Linked DNA regions of Zea mays: region 1 is linked to region 2. Evidence: chromatin contacts called from public Hi-C data. All regions are on one chromosome and are shown on one strand. Each heading gives the region's core, a stretch centred on a gene start, on an enhancer-like site or on the middle of the called end of the contact. The rest is flanking DNA. Distances are from core to core; before and after follow the strand shown. Region 1 holds the start of LOC100276999 (SnRNP core Sm protein Sm-X5-like protein). Region 2 holds the start of LOC100279273.

Region 1 (6,641 bases), core at 3,658-6,157, 650 kb after region 2:
ATCATTTTTTTACATTATAAATTATACTGTTAATAGAGTATAGTTTAAAATAAAAAATAGGATAAAAAGCCTGTTGGAGATAGTTTGACGCTACAATTTGGCGGCATGCAAATCAACTAGATGAAGATGGAAGATATATAGAGTGTTTGGTTCGAGAAATAAGTTAGTCCATCATCTTCTTATTTCTTATTTTTTGTTTAATTTATGAAATAAAATGAATTAATCCATCATCACCTTATTCATCATAATTAATTAGTTAGTACTAACATAAGTAATGGATCATTTCACCAAATTTGTAACGTGATTGGTTTGAGAAATAAGCTAGTCAATCATCTTCTCACTCCTCATTTTTTGTTCAGTTTATAGAATGAAATGAGTTAATCCATCATCATCTCATTCATTATAGTTAATTAGTTAGTACTAAGAATCATAGTTAATTAGTTAGTACTAAGATAACGAATGGAGTTATTCCCCCAAATTTGAGGAATAGACTCATTTTCACCCCATTTCATCATAGTTAATTAGTTAGTATTAAGATAACGAATGAGGTTATCCCACCAAATTTAAAGAATAGACTCATAATACACTTCATTTTAGATGGAGTGATTCCTCAACCAAACACCCCAACAAGATTCATCATTTTGAAAGTTGATGCACGATTGTTTTGCATGCACCTGACACATTCCCATCAAAAAAGGCTACAGATTTGTTCAATCTAATTTTCACTGGACAGAATTTGAATCATATCGTGTTTAGTTTTGTGATCTTATTTTCACCGAACAAAATTAAGCCATATTGTGTTTAATAAGTTTAGCAGTGCCGGGGAGCACAGCAGTGCTGCTCACGTGCTAATAAGTTTAAGTGTCTATGATGTGATAATACGATATGGTAATAATATAGCAACCCCATGCAAGAACATTGCATATGATATGACAATAATATATCAGGTGATTCAGGTCATCATCCAACCTGGAATATCTATGTCAAGGCAAGCACCAAAGAACTAAACTGGGGCATCTGTCTACCACACACCGTACATGCATGCTTCGTACAATCGGGGATGAAGCAGCAGCCAGCAGGTGAGGGAGCGGGTGCGCATCAGGATCAGCCTCCGCGCGCCTCCCTCCTGGTGGCGTCGTGGAGGATGTCGATGTCCACGCCGTCCTGCGGGAGCAGCACGTACCGCACCACCGAGCCCCTGATGAAGCAGTTCCGCACTGAAAGCTGCCACAGCAAAATGATTTGAGTGTTAACAGCCAATAATTCACTATTACTACCTACCGCTAGGTTAATTAGTGCGTCTAGTTTTTTTTTCCTTGTCTTGAAAAAAAAGAAATGTAATGGATGGGGTGCTTTCAATACCCTACTCACAAAAGAATGCAGCACTAATGTAAAAAGGGCCTAACAAGCATTACAGTGCATGCACCAAGCAGACAAAAAAAAGGGGGGTGGGGGGGATATGCTTATATGCCAGACAACAGACAGCTATGCTACCTACAAAATATGAATAATTGAATATATATGCTGTGCTTTGAGAATACTTCAAGCATCAACCACGCTTTGGCAATACACTGCATAGTATGTACTTATGACAAAACAGTACTGTTCCAACACCCACCACCCACCTGAACGAATATAATCCAATCAGCTTCAGTAGCCCAAAACAAAAGGCTAACTAAAATAAATGCCAACTAAAACTAGATATCAGCACCCTACCTGCCAACAGCACTAATTAATAAGGTCCCAAAAAAACCACACACACCCATAAGCAGCGTGTCAAAGGGAGAATCTGGCACATGTATCAACTTCAGAGTGTTTGTTTAGCAACCACAAGCTGATTGAGCAGCTACCCACATCAGCATGGTTGGTTCTCATATATATGTCAAATGCAAGTCATTTTGGACATAGACACGTTTACAAAGTGAAACTTTTTGACAATAAAGTTCGTAGAAAATAGAATTTTACAAAAAAAATATACATTATGGAATTAATTTCCATGGTGAATCTAGTAGCATGAAGCTTATATTGGAAATCTATTTAGATTTTTAGATATTGGCGGTCAAAGTTAAAACAATGTTTGATTCAGGACAAATCTGTAACGGCCTACATTTGGGAACAGTGGAGTAACAAAATGTAGTTCCATTAGCAGCCTGTGGAGGAAATAACTGGCTGATAAAAAGCCATCAAGTGCGGCGCAAGCACTAAGAAGACCTGAACTATCATGATGTGAAAGAGTAGAAAAAGTGAGCATTCTGAATATAACTGACATATATATGCACCGGCCTGAAAATATCTAATGATTTGAAGTACAACATTAATCACGAACCAAGCACATAAGTGCCATGCCAGAGGGGCTCGTTTGACTTCATGGTTACTCAATTCGATGTGTTGAGTTTAATAGTTCATAGACAACTCCAGTCAAGTGGATATGAATGTTCGCTTCTTTCATTTGCTACATCTATGGTTCTATTGATTCTCTATTCGGTATGTGTGGAGTGTGGACACCACCATGCATCGAGTTCCAACAGAAATTTTACTGCTACAGATGCAAGAGCACAACTATAGTGCAAGGCAGCCAAATGAATGGTAGATCTATGCAGATTGATTAGATCGACCCATAAGTCGTGTGAGAAGGAAAATCCAGATGTGTCAACTTCCTAGTGTAAAATATCAATCTTTTTACCTTTTTCCTTCTTTACTTGAGACTATCAGATTACTTCCATTATCTAGAACAATAGGAAGGAAGCCTATCTTGCACTGGTGACTTGCCTATCTATATCTTGGCAGGGAATTAAAAGGTTTCAAATTTTCATGTGCAGGCATCAGTAAAATTTCCAAGAACATATCAGCAAATTTGAACGTCTATTAATGAAGGCTTCATTGATCAATGATCAATATGTTCATAATCAGGTTAACATCCTTTGTAAATCGACAATGAATTCAGAAGTTTAGACAACCAGAACTAGATGAGAAACTGACACAAGGGTGTGCCCCCACAACCTTCCATCTGTATATCTAAAGCATCTTTCTATGGAACTGAGTTCACCATAAGTAGGAATGGAGGCAGCGAACAAATGTATTATATTTAACTTATGCAACTTCTGGGCCATGATTTAGGAACAGAAATTTCATTCTCAAACTAACAGAGTTTCATCAATTTACAGTACAATACAATATTAACGAGAAAGCACACCAGGCACATGATAAAGAGGCTCATTAAGACACATTCAATCAACTTACGAGAATCTGGAAGTCTAGTGCACAATGCAAAAATGAATGCTTCAAGGATAAATCTGTGGGGTCGTTCTGTATTCATGGTCACTGAACACCATCGAATTACCCAAGCACCGTGTTCTGACAGCCAGCATTATGGTAAATATACTACAAGTCAACAGCACAGGTATGCAATTAGAGTAAGCTTGCGACAACAAACTTGTGCTGCTGTTCAGCACGTGTGAACATGGGTAGCATCAAATCACCCAAACACTAAGTTCTGACAGTCAATCTTAAGGTAAGTCCGCTAGAAATCAAGTGCACAATTATGCAATTAGTGTAAGGTCTGCCACAAGAATGCCTACACACATCCCTTATGGCCTTTATTTGTATAACATAGGAACCGTCCCACACAACCAAAGATGTCGTAAAAGGGGAGAAACGACTACTGCTATGGCCTTTCCCTGCAGTTCCCAGTTCCACCAAGTCGGCATCAAACAAGGGTGCATGTTAAACGACCAAGGAGCAACAATCTAATAGGCTACAAACTCTAACTGGTAGGATTAAGCTGAAGGGCATAATTCTGCAGCACAACAACACGACACAACAGCAGGCATACCATGTGGGGATACTTGTCCTGGTCGACTACGCGGGTGTTCTCGAGCTTGATGTTGAGGTACTGGTCAACCGAGTGGAGCGTCCCGCGGATCGCCAAGTCATTCTTGAGCTCCACTGTCACCTCCTTCCCCACCAGCTCCTTGAAGTAGGAGAAGAACAACTGCACGAGAAGAAAGGTGCATCAATACAACTCTGGCACAGGCCTAGCAAGAAACAAATCACCAGTACAAGAGGGGGGGGGATACCATAGTGTCTCTTCCTACTGCCTGCTCAGTTCAGTCGACCCCTGAAAATCAGCACAAACAAATTAGCACCCAAATTCAGGACAGGGGCACAAGTCTGCTCCCCCTCGTTCGCTCAACTAGACGACAGGTGCGCACGGATCCGCTATAGAACATGCGTACACGCGATATTTTTCTTCGCAAAAAAAATCGAAGTTGGTGGGTACAGTACATATTATGTACATGTAGATTGGTTCAGATCGGAACTCAAATAGCTCACTCTAGGGCTTGGCGTGCTCGGTTTCGCAGAGAGTGAAGGGATGGGAACTCAATGGAAGCGGACAGAAAGGAAGAGGCGTACCAGATGGACGCTCGTCGCCGGGGAAGGACCCAGCGAAGACCTAGCCAAGGGCGGCGCCGCTCGACCAGCCGTCGCCGCCAGGAAACAAGGCCACGAGAGGAGAGCACAGGGGGATGAGTCACGTGACCAACGGGCCGCCGAGAGAAGGATCGGGATGTGCGGGAGGAAGATTATGCGAGCAGGCCATAGCCCAACTGGTCAGCCCACCAACACTGCACAAGACCCATGCCACAGCTGGAGGATCGGGATGTGCGGGAGGAAGATTATGCGGGAGAAGATGGGAGCCTGCGAACGGCCCAAAAGTACTAGTTTTTTCCCGGTCCCTTTTTACAAATCAATTCGCTTTATATAATAGTCCCTTTACAAATCAATTTGCTTTCTTTAATAGTTCAAAAAACAAAAATATAAATCAATGTGTTCTTCAAGTCGTTAAAACATCAAAATATATTTATTAGCCTCCTCTAACCATTTCTAACATCTTACTCATAAAAAAATAAAAATGGTCCTTTGTGAAGGTTTATGCACCCCCAACAATCCCCTACACTACACCCTCTAAGGCTCACTCCAACAGGAGGCATGCAAATCGGGCCGCCATATATACTTTTGGCTGGTGTCTGTAGTTTACCTGTCCAGTCATACGCTAGATCTTTCCAACAGCACAGTCATCCATACGTTTAGCTGGAATGGAGTAGACACTGGGGCCCAGTGGTCAGTCAAGAATAAAGAATTTAGTTGTCGGTCACAGTACCAACCAATATGGTTTTTCTCTCCTGCCTTTCATTTTGCCTAACTCATTTAGCTGCTTCCTTGGAAGAAATATTGCACTCCTACAGTTGCTTCAGGACATCTATTTTAGCTTTACCTGGCCGGATGGCTGCTCTGTTGGAGTGAGCCTGAGTACGCCAGCCATTGGTAGCCAACAACAACCAGTCAAGGCTAGACCAGTAGCGATTGCCGCCCCCATCTTCGAGAGCGGTGTAGCCAGTATGGTCAGAGTTTTCTAGCGCATGTGCATAGAAGGCACTGTGGCAAAGACATAGTGGCGGCGACTTCTTTCTGCATGTATTGTTACTTACCCTAAGCCGTATCATATCACACATATCGATCAATTTTTTTAATGTAAGAAGATTCAAAAGTGGGATCAACAGTTGTTGGAGAGATGTCATTTTTTAATCCTGCCAAAAACGTCAAAATCAGAGGTGCGTTTTGAGAACTATCGGAGATGCTCTAATGTTAGCGTTAAAAGTTCCAAATATTACTTCGCTGCTTTTTTTTCTTCACGCGTGTTATGGATCTGTTGAAATTATAGAAGAACAACAAGCTCACATGATCTTGTACAAGCAATCAAAGATGATGTATGCATGAACATTAAAGGAAATTCTTAATGCTCAAGCTTCGACGTTTTTATAACTTCAGAAGCTCTGGAGGTAAGGATGCAACAAGGCAACGCGCAATATTTTCGAATGAACGACCTCTACAGCTGTTCATTATAGGGTATGAGTCATCTATTTATAGGGTCTGAGGAGTGGCGAAGAGAGGGGTCTCCTCATCTACACTGACAAAGTGATAATCCATCCTGATGGCCATCGTTTCGCCAAGCATTTATTCTCTACTACTATATACCAGCTGACTTTGGTGGACAAGGCAAGCTCACTAGTCGACAAAACACACAAACGACCACGGGATCATCCCTCAACAAGTCATCTATATTCAAGATTAAAACTCACTATGAATTCAATGTCCAACCGTTCTCAAACGAGCTCAGATTTCTCAGCAGAATACATATTGAACTTAGCGCAATTGAACCAAAAGAAAAAAAAAAGAAGGGCCTACAAAGAGAATGACGGGTGCTTTCCTTCGTTCCACGAGCAGGGGGGGTGGGGACTTTGAAAAAACAAACACCGAGCTCTTTCCTTTCCTAGCTGCAATTAGTGTCCAGGGAGAAGGGCTGGAAACTGGACCAAACTGGCTGGCACATGGTAGCCAATGGTCTCCTAGAATCTGAATTCCGGGTCAACGTCCATTGCCCATACAAATTTCGCGAGGAGAGATTTGTTGAAAATCTGTCAGCAGCACAGCAGGTTCAATAACTGCAGGCCTTTGCAACAGGGAAAATTTGGAGAAAAAACAAATGCGGTCTAGAACCAGAAATTGCGTACCTTCTCAATAGGGACTTCATGGCGTTTGCACCATGCCACGGTTATTCTAGGATCAAGATAGTTGATCTT
Region 2 (6,805 bases), core at 4,231-6,730:
GGGGATCGGGTAGCCGCGGGCACGCCGTTTGCAGGGCAAACGCCGGTGATCTCTGGCTCCGGTGAGGTCGAGCGTGCGCGGAGGAGTACGGTTGAAGCTTCGGTGGGCTTTATAGGCACGGGCGCGAGCAGGAGACACGGGCGCGGCGCGGGGCGCGCGGGGTCGGGCGCTGGGCGTGCTCTGGCGCGCTCAGAGCGCGTCGAACATGTGGAAGTGTTCTTCTGCCCTTGTTCAACAGCTCGCCGAGATCGCAAGCGTGCGAATCTTGGCAAAAATCCGGCGCAGGCCTCCTCCTAGCACCTAGGGTTGTCTCTTGTATGTGAGTCCCCATGGCAGATATGCCCTAGGTAGGGAGATTTGCGGACGCCAAATCTGGCTTGTCCCTCTGCCCACCTCGCGACAAAAGCCATGTCAAATCTTGTCAAACTTCTTGGGCTCAGTTTCAAACTTTTCCAGTGGGTGCCTTAGGTGGTATAACACATTTTTGGTATACAACTCAAGTGGTTTTGGTGCCATTTACTAAGTGAACACGGTGGATCTTTAGATTAGGTTCAAAATTTAACTTAGAAAGAATTAGAGAGCTCTAGTGTGCTCTCTCCTTAAGGGGGAAATTTGGGGTCTTCAAGGGGCCTTTTTGCAATGTTCCCACCCTACATTTGCTAGGTTACAAGGTTACTAAAAGTTGTTTAAGAACTAAGATCATGCTTTGGCAATTTGGTTGACTTAACCACTAATCCCTGGCTTGGAAGTCTAGGGCTCTTAGGTGCCCTTTTTAGGGTTTAATCTTCTTGGCTCCAAATGACCATTGTTCCACTTGTGTGGTTGAAACCCTTGCCATTCACTTTTATTAGTTAACCCATGTTTCCAAGGTTTTATGCTCTTCTTCTCTTCCACATGTGATCACAATCATTAGTGCATAAATGTGCCATGGCCATAGTAACACCTAGGGTGTTACACTATGCACCAGCGATTCCCTTGAAACCCTTAATATGATTTTGCATTAATTATTTCTCACTGATCTGGCAGATTTGGGAAGGCTATATTTACTTGACCTGCTACCTTTATTTTGCATTAATTTTCAGAGATGCTCTGAATTTAGTTACTCAAATTTTCTAATTGAGTCACTGATGGGTTAGCATTGCAGGGGAGTCAATTTGATTTACCAAAATTGCATGCTCAGTGGGTTCCCTATTTTAGTAACATCTGGATTCAATTTTGATTTACCAAAACTGCATGCTCAGTGATTTTTTTGTAACTGGATTTTACATTATTTTACATAATTGCATTAATATTAGAGCAGAAAAATTGTAGCACCTTGCAATAATTGTCAGCTTGCAAAATTGTGTGGATTTTCATAAAGTGTCTTAATGCCAGTAGTATTGTATTAATAACTTTACAATGCAATTCACGTAAAAACAGCTAATGCAATTGGTTGTAACCACACGACTTGACCCTGAACTAGAAATGCCCTTGTTACTCACCGGTCAATTAAAATTAGTCCATGCATTTCTGGTTTCCCTAGCTGAAGTAGATTTGGCTGCAGCTTGTGTGATGCATGTTGGATGTCCCTTTTGGCTGCATTGCCCTGGTCAGTTGTAGTAACAGCTTCAAACTAATGAGGCTTGTAACCCTCACGTCTGTCAGACTCAATCTTTCTATCGAAGGCCCGCTTCATGTCGCCTTCTATGATTGTCAATTCTGCGTGATTCATGGCGCTCTGTTCCTACCACCTGCTGTAATGACCTGAACAAAATTGATCATGTGAACACTACGCTACACTGAATAGCAACAGATAAAATTTGACCTCTCATGGTTCCTAAAATAGGCTTACCTTCTCACATGAGTAGGACAACCGCTTTTCTGCTTCCAGTTCAGTTAATGATTTCTCTCCCCATTTTTTGATAGCCATTTCAACTGTATCCTTGACGGATGATAAGGTTTGTTTTGAAAGTTCACATGTGAACAAGCTCTCGTTCATCTGAAGGGAAAATAAGTGCAGTAAGTCATTAGATAAACTTATATCACAAGTTAAATCAAATACTGAAATACATCTACCCAATGCAAAAGTCCCACAATCTCAAGACCATCAGTTGTTGCTCATGTCACTACTAAACCTATAGCCAGTTATGTGCCTTCCATGTCTTTCTTGGTGGCATCTGCTTTTTGGATACAATAACGCCATCTATTCGAAATTATGTACTTGGCATGCTTGAAGCTCACTTCGTTCTGTGAATGGATCGATGCACGTATTGGTAGCATTTGCTTGTTCTGCCCTTCAGATCAGATTGGTTGTTACTTGCTAAACTAAGTAGGGCTACCTCATGCAATGGTCATTTCTTAGGATCTGTGTATATGCTGATCCTAATATACAGGACGTTATGGTTGATACCTGACGATTTCCCACCTGATGTTTTCCCTTTGAATTTATAGGATTCTTCCAGAAAATATGGGATACATTTTATCTCATCCTGAAACAAAAGATCGAGTGCAATCATGGTCTGATGCTTCTGATGTTCTTAGATATGCTTTTACTTTGACAGAAGACACAACTGATCATCAGTACGAGGTTCACACCTTCTCTAGATGCCATTTATCAGATGCTATTATTGAAGTTTTAATTCAGACTTATCTTCCTATTACCTTAGCGAATTTTATATTTTGTGAAAGTGTGATATTTATTTAGTATTAAGAAATCTTACTGTTGTAGTGATGTCAACAATTGTTTTTCTGTTGGGGGTCACAATTCATGACAGTCTGTGATTGCTGATCCCATGTCTTGAATACACATTATCAGGTTGTTTTGGTCCTAATTGAAATGGTTTTTCTGGTTTCCAACCTTTTTACTGAATTCTTCTCTACGATACAGATTTGTAGGTTGCGTTGCTCCCAGATTTTCTGTTCTAAATGCCTACCTAGCAACAACTATGGTTGTTTGCTTATGAAAATCTGTAGTCTAAACATGCTCCTCTTATATGCCTTTAGTCATTTGCGTTACTTTGCTGGAGTAGTAGCTGCATACACTTCGCTTGAATTACCTTGACACAAACACACGTACTCGCTGCTCCGCGGCTCGCTGCACTGCCCATGCAACTGCCCCGCTGACATAGACGCTGAGACCTTCTCTAGATGCCATCTATCAGATGTTATTATTGAAGTTTTAATTCAGACTTATCTTCCTATTACCTTAGCGAATTTTATATTTTGTGAAAGGTTTGTTGTTCGCAACTTGCAAGGTGTGATATTTATATTAAGAAATCTTACTGTTGTAGTGATGTCAACAATTGCCGAGACGACGACGACGCCGACGGCGCCCGCTCGCCATGGAGCGTGGGCAGCAGCAGAGGCTGCACCGCGCCGCGCACCGTCTCCTGCGACGCCGGGTTGCGGTACGTGCACCGCACCGTCAACGAGTGCGGGTGGCTGCCCAGCGGCGCCCGCACCTCCACCAGCAGTTCACGCTCCTCCTCCGCGTACATCTCGCCCAGCCGCACGCTCACCCCCGCACCACCGGAGACTCCCACGGCCTGCTGCCCGGGCCTGCACGACTACACCGCCGTGATCTCCCCCGTCGGGAACACCAGCTCCAGATGCACCTCTTGCATCACCATGCTCACCAGCCCGCCAAGGCACTTGGCGAACGCGTGCTCAACGGGAGGCTCCTCCTCGCACTCGGACACAAGAGGAGGCGGGTCGCCGGGGCCGATGGGGATCTCCACATGGGTGAAGCGCGTTGCTGGGGCCACCGCTGGCCGCCCAAACTGCTTCCTTGACGAGTTTTCCGGCGCTGCCGACTGCTGCTGCTGGGTGTCGGAGAGCAGCATGACGGTGGCCACCGGGTTGCGGTCCCGCCAGTCCTCGAGCACCTTGGTGGCCTTGCGTAGCGCGTCGCCCACGCACACACTCTGCTGCCCCAGCGTTGCCGTGGCCGTGGTCGCGGCCGCGCAGACGGCAAGGCGGTCGACGATCTGCCGCGCGGACTTCGTCAAAGAAAGATGCAAAGCACTTTATAGGTAAGATGGATTATCAAATAATATTATTTGACATTTAGGTTTTTTTTCAGAATTTTTAGATGGTAGATTGCTAAACTTGGCTATTCCTATTAACCATTGTTTCCTCTGTAACAGAGTTCTCGAAGAAGGTTCCTTCGATTAAGTCATATCGTATTATACTCGGTGATATGAGAGACAAGCTTTACAATACACATGAGCGGGCATGCCAATTGTTATCTAGTGGATATGCTGACATTCTTTAAGAATCTACTGTCACAAACATTGAGAAGGTCAACTATTGATCAAAGAACCTTTGAATTGCACCAGTTGAATAATGTTTTTTCTTAAGTTATATGCCTCACATTGAATTGTCTCATTCATTGATGCCATTCGATTATATGCCTGTTATATTCCTATTGTACAATTCATTCAAAGTGTCTTCTCATTTTTCTACACTTCTAAATCTACTTGCTAACGAATTATGCATAAGTTATTTTCCTCTCACCGCACTCACAAATCCAAACCAATTTTCTATTGGTCCATGACTGATTAAATTAATAGTAATTAATGGAAGGGACTTTGACCAGGCTTAGGTCATTTGCTTTGTTTGTCGGTGGAGATCAAGAAAGCAGAACCAAATAAATCCTCTAATCCACCAGACCACCACCACCAGTGTATGGTAGAAATGCTAGGTCAACATATGATAGTGGCTCTAAGGACCACCCTTTAGCTGACAACTATGGTGCATTGGTATAATAGCTGGATATGAACATATGAGCTACATCGCTCATCAATGAAAGATGCAAAGCACTATATAGGTAAGATGGATTAGCAAATAATATTGTTTGACATTTAGGTTTTTATATTTTATATAATACACTATTAGGTGAGTGCATGTGCGTTGTAGGCCTAGGTTTCTCTTTGATATCATTACGGACGGCTCGCGAATGTTGTCATCCATCTCATAATCGTATAACACATATGTATATATAAGTTATCGAGATATTATATGTTCCAGATGCAATGCACGAGCACTGACCTATCTTATATAATACACTAGGTGAGTATCCGTGTGTCACAGGTCCAAGTTTCTCTTCGATATCATCCCGGACAGCTCGCATATATGTCATCCTCTATCTCATAACTATATAACATATATGTGCATATATAAGTTATCGACATATTATATGTCTCCGTTGCAACGCACGGACACTGATCTAGTTAAAGATAAGGGTGTGTTGACAGAGCCGAATTTTCAGCCTCAAGTGATCATTAAAGATAAGAGAAATATTTAGGCGGTGTTGCTGAGAATACTCACTAAAGCATGTCTAAAAAAGTACTCTAACGCAAATAAATAAATGCTACTAAATCCGAATTGATATCCAAATCCGGGTAAAATTCATCCAAACCTCGACGAAAAAGCCAGGCAGAATCACGAGGTATCGTGAAATTCCCATCGCCCTCCTGCTCCTCGCCAAATCGACGAGACGCCGACGAGAGATCCGACTACCTCGCGCTCCGACACGCCAACGCGTAGATCTGGTAGAATAGGTGGCGGTGGGCTCGGACGTGCAGTGGTAGTCTCTTCTGCAGTGGCAGCGGCGGAGGAGACGGGGGAGCGAGCAGTCGCCGCGGCGTGGGTCTGTTGTGTGCTGGGACTCGGGTTCCGTGAAACCCTAGACGCCGCGGGATGGCGTCGTATAGGCCGTACGCGCCGCCGCCGCAGCATCCGCCGCCGCCGCCGCCACCACCGCAGGGCGGCTATCCGCCGCAGATGAATTCGTACGCGCCGCCGCCGCAGCAGGCGCCGTACAGCAGGATGCCGGCGCCGACATACCACGCGGGGCCTCCGCCACCACCGCCACCGGGGCCGCCGCCACCTCACCAACCGCAGTTCAATTTCGGTCCCGGGCCTCCGCAGCAGCTCCCGCCCCCGCCCCCACCGCAGATGTACTACCAGCCGCCGCCACCGCCCTACGGCGGGAACAGTAATCCGCCTCCTCCACCTTCGGCGCCACCCCCGCCTCCGTCCCCACCCCCTGCGGCATCGCCCCCGCCCCCTCCGCCTCCGGCACAGCCACCGTCTGCCCATGCCCTGCTGCCCCCAAAGGGGCCACAGCCTAAGGCAACGCTGCTGAGAGCGGAGACGGAAGAGGAGCGTCGTGCGCGGAAGAAGCGCGAGTTTGAGAAGCAGCGGGTGGACGACCGCAAGCAGCACCAGATGATGCGCCAGACACAAGCCACCATTCTGCAGAAGACACAGCAGGTTCGCACTGCTCAGCAGCAGCCGCAGAGCCGCCACCACCACCACCACCCTCCGGGTGGCTCTCGGGCAGGGGCAACTGGGTCTCGCCCAGCAACAGCGGTTAATGCTGAGAGGTTTGAGAACCGGCTAAAAAAACCAACAACGTTCCTCTGCAAGCACAAGTAAGTCCAGCCAAGTTTGGGTCCGTTAGGTTGTGTTCGTGCCAAAATTTAAATTCTCAGCTTGTAGTTGGGTAACATTTTCATTGATCATGCACGTCTTAGGGCCTTAGGGGTGTAAAACTTGGGCAACATATGCTATCCTTAGTGAGTGACAGACTGCTTACATATAATTTTTTATGTTGTCATTGAAATGTCGGGGCGTCCAATGGAAAGGATCATTGTTTTCTGAATTTGTTTTATAGTTTCTTTAAATTTTGTGCTTCTCGACATGCTTAGAAAGATTAGTACTTCCACTTAGTTCTGGGGAACTACTTGAGAATATAGTGCTTAAAAGGTGCATGAGTTCGTCTATCAACCAATTTCTTTGTTATGGACCTATAAAGGGACCC

Evidence for each region. Hi-C and Micro-C count contacts between places; a contact is called where the count stands out from the background.
Region 1: a contact with region 2 is called in a Hi-C map of leaf, with 8 times the contacts expected there. The contact joins the promoter of LOC100276999 here to the promoter of LOC100279273 in region 2. A contact is called at or near these places in 2 of 25 Hi-C or Micro-C datasets (endosperm and leaf).

The regions. Positions count from the first base shown.
Region 1 is chr4:35,393,372-35,400,012 of Zm-B73-REFERENCE-NAM-5.0, forward strand. It overlaps LOC100276999 (SnRNP core Sm protein Sm-X5-like protein), which reads right to left and starts at 4,908. Exons shown (of 4, transcript XM_008680044.4): 1 at 4,414-4,908; 2 at 4,077-4,117; 3 at 3,833-3,991; 4 at 874-1,224. The coding sequence starts at 4,079. The coding sequence ends at 1,105. LOC100191474 (topoisomerase I) reads right to left here. Exons shown (of 16, transcript NM_001164334.2): 15 at 6,573-6,641; 16 at 6,120-6,476. The coding sequence ends at 6,408.
Region 2 is chr4:34,739,648-34,746,452 of Zm-B73-REFERENCE-NAM-5.0, forward strand. LOC100279273 reads left to right here and starts at 5,481. Exons shown (of 12, transcript NM_001360958.1): 1 at 5,481-6,416. The coding sequence starts at 5,680.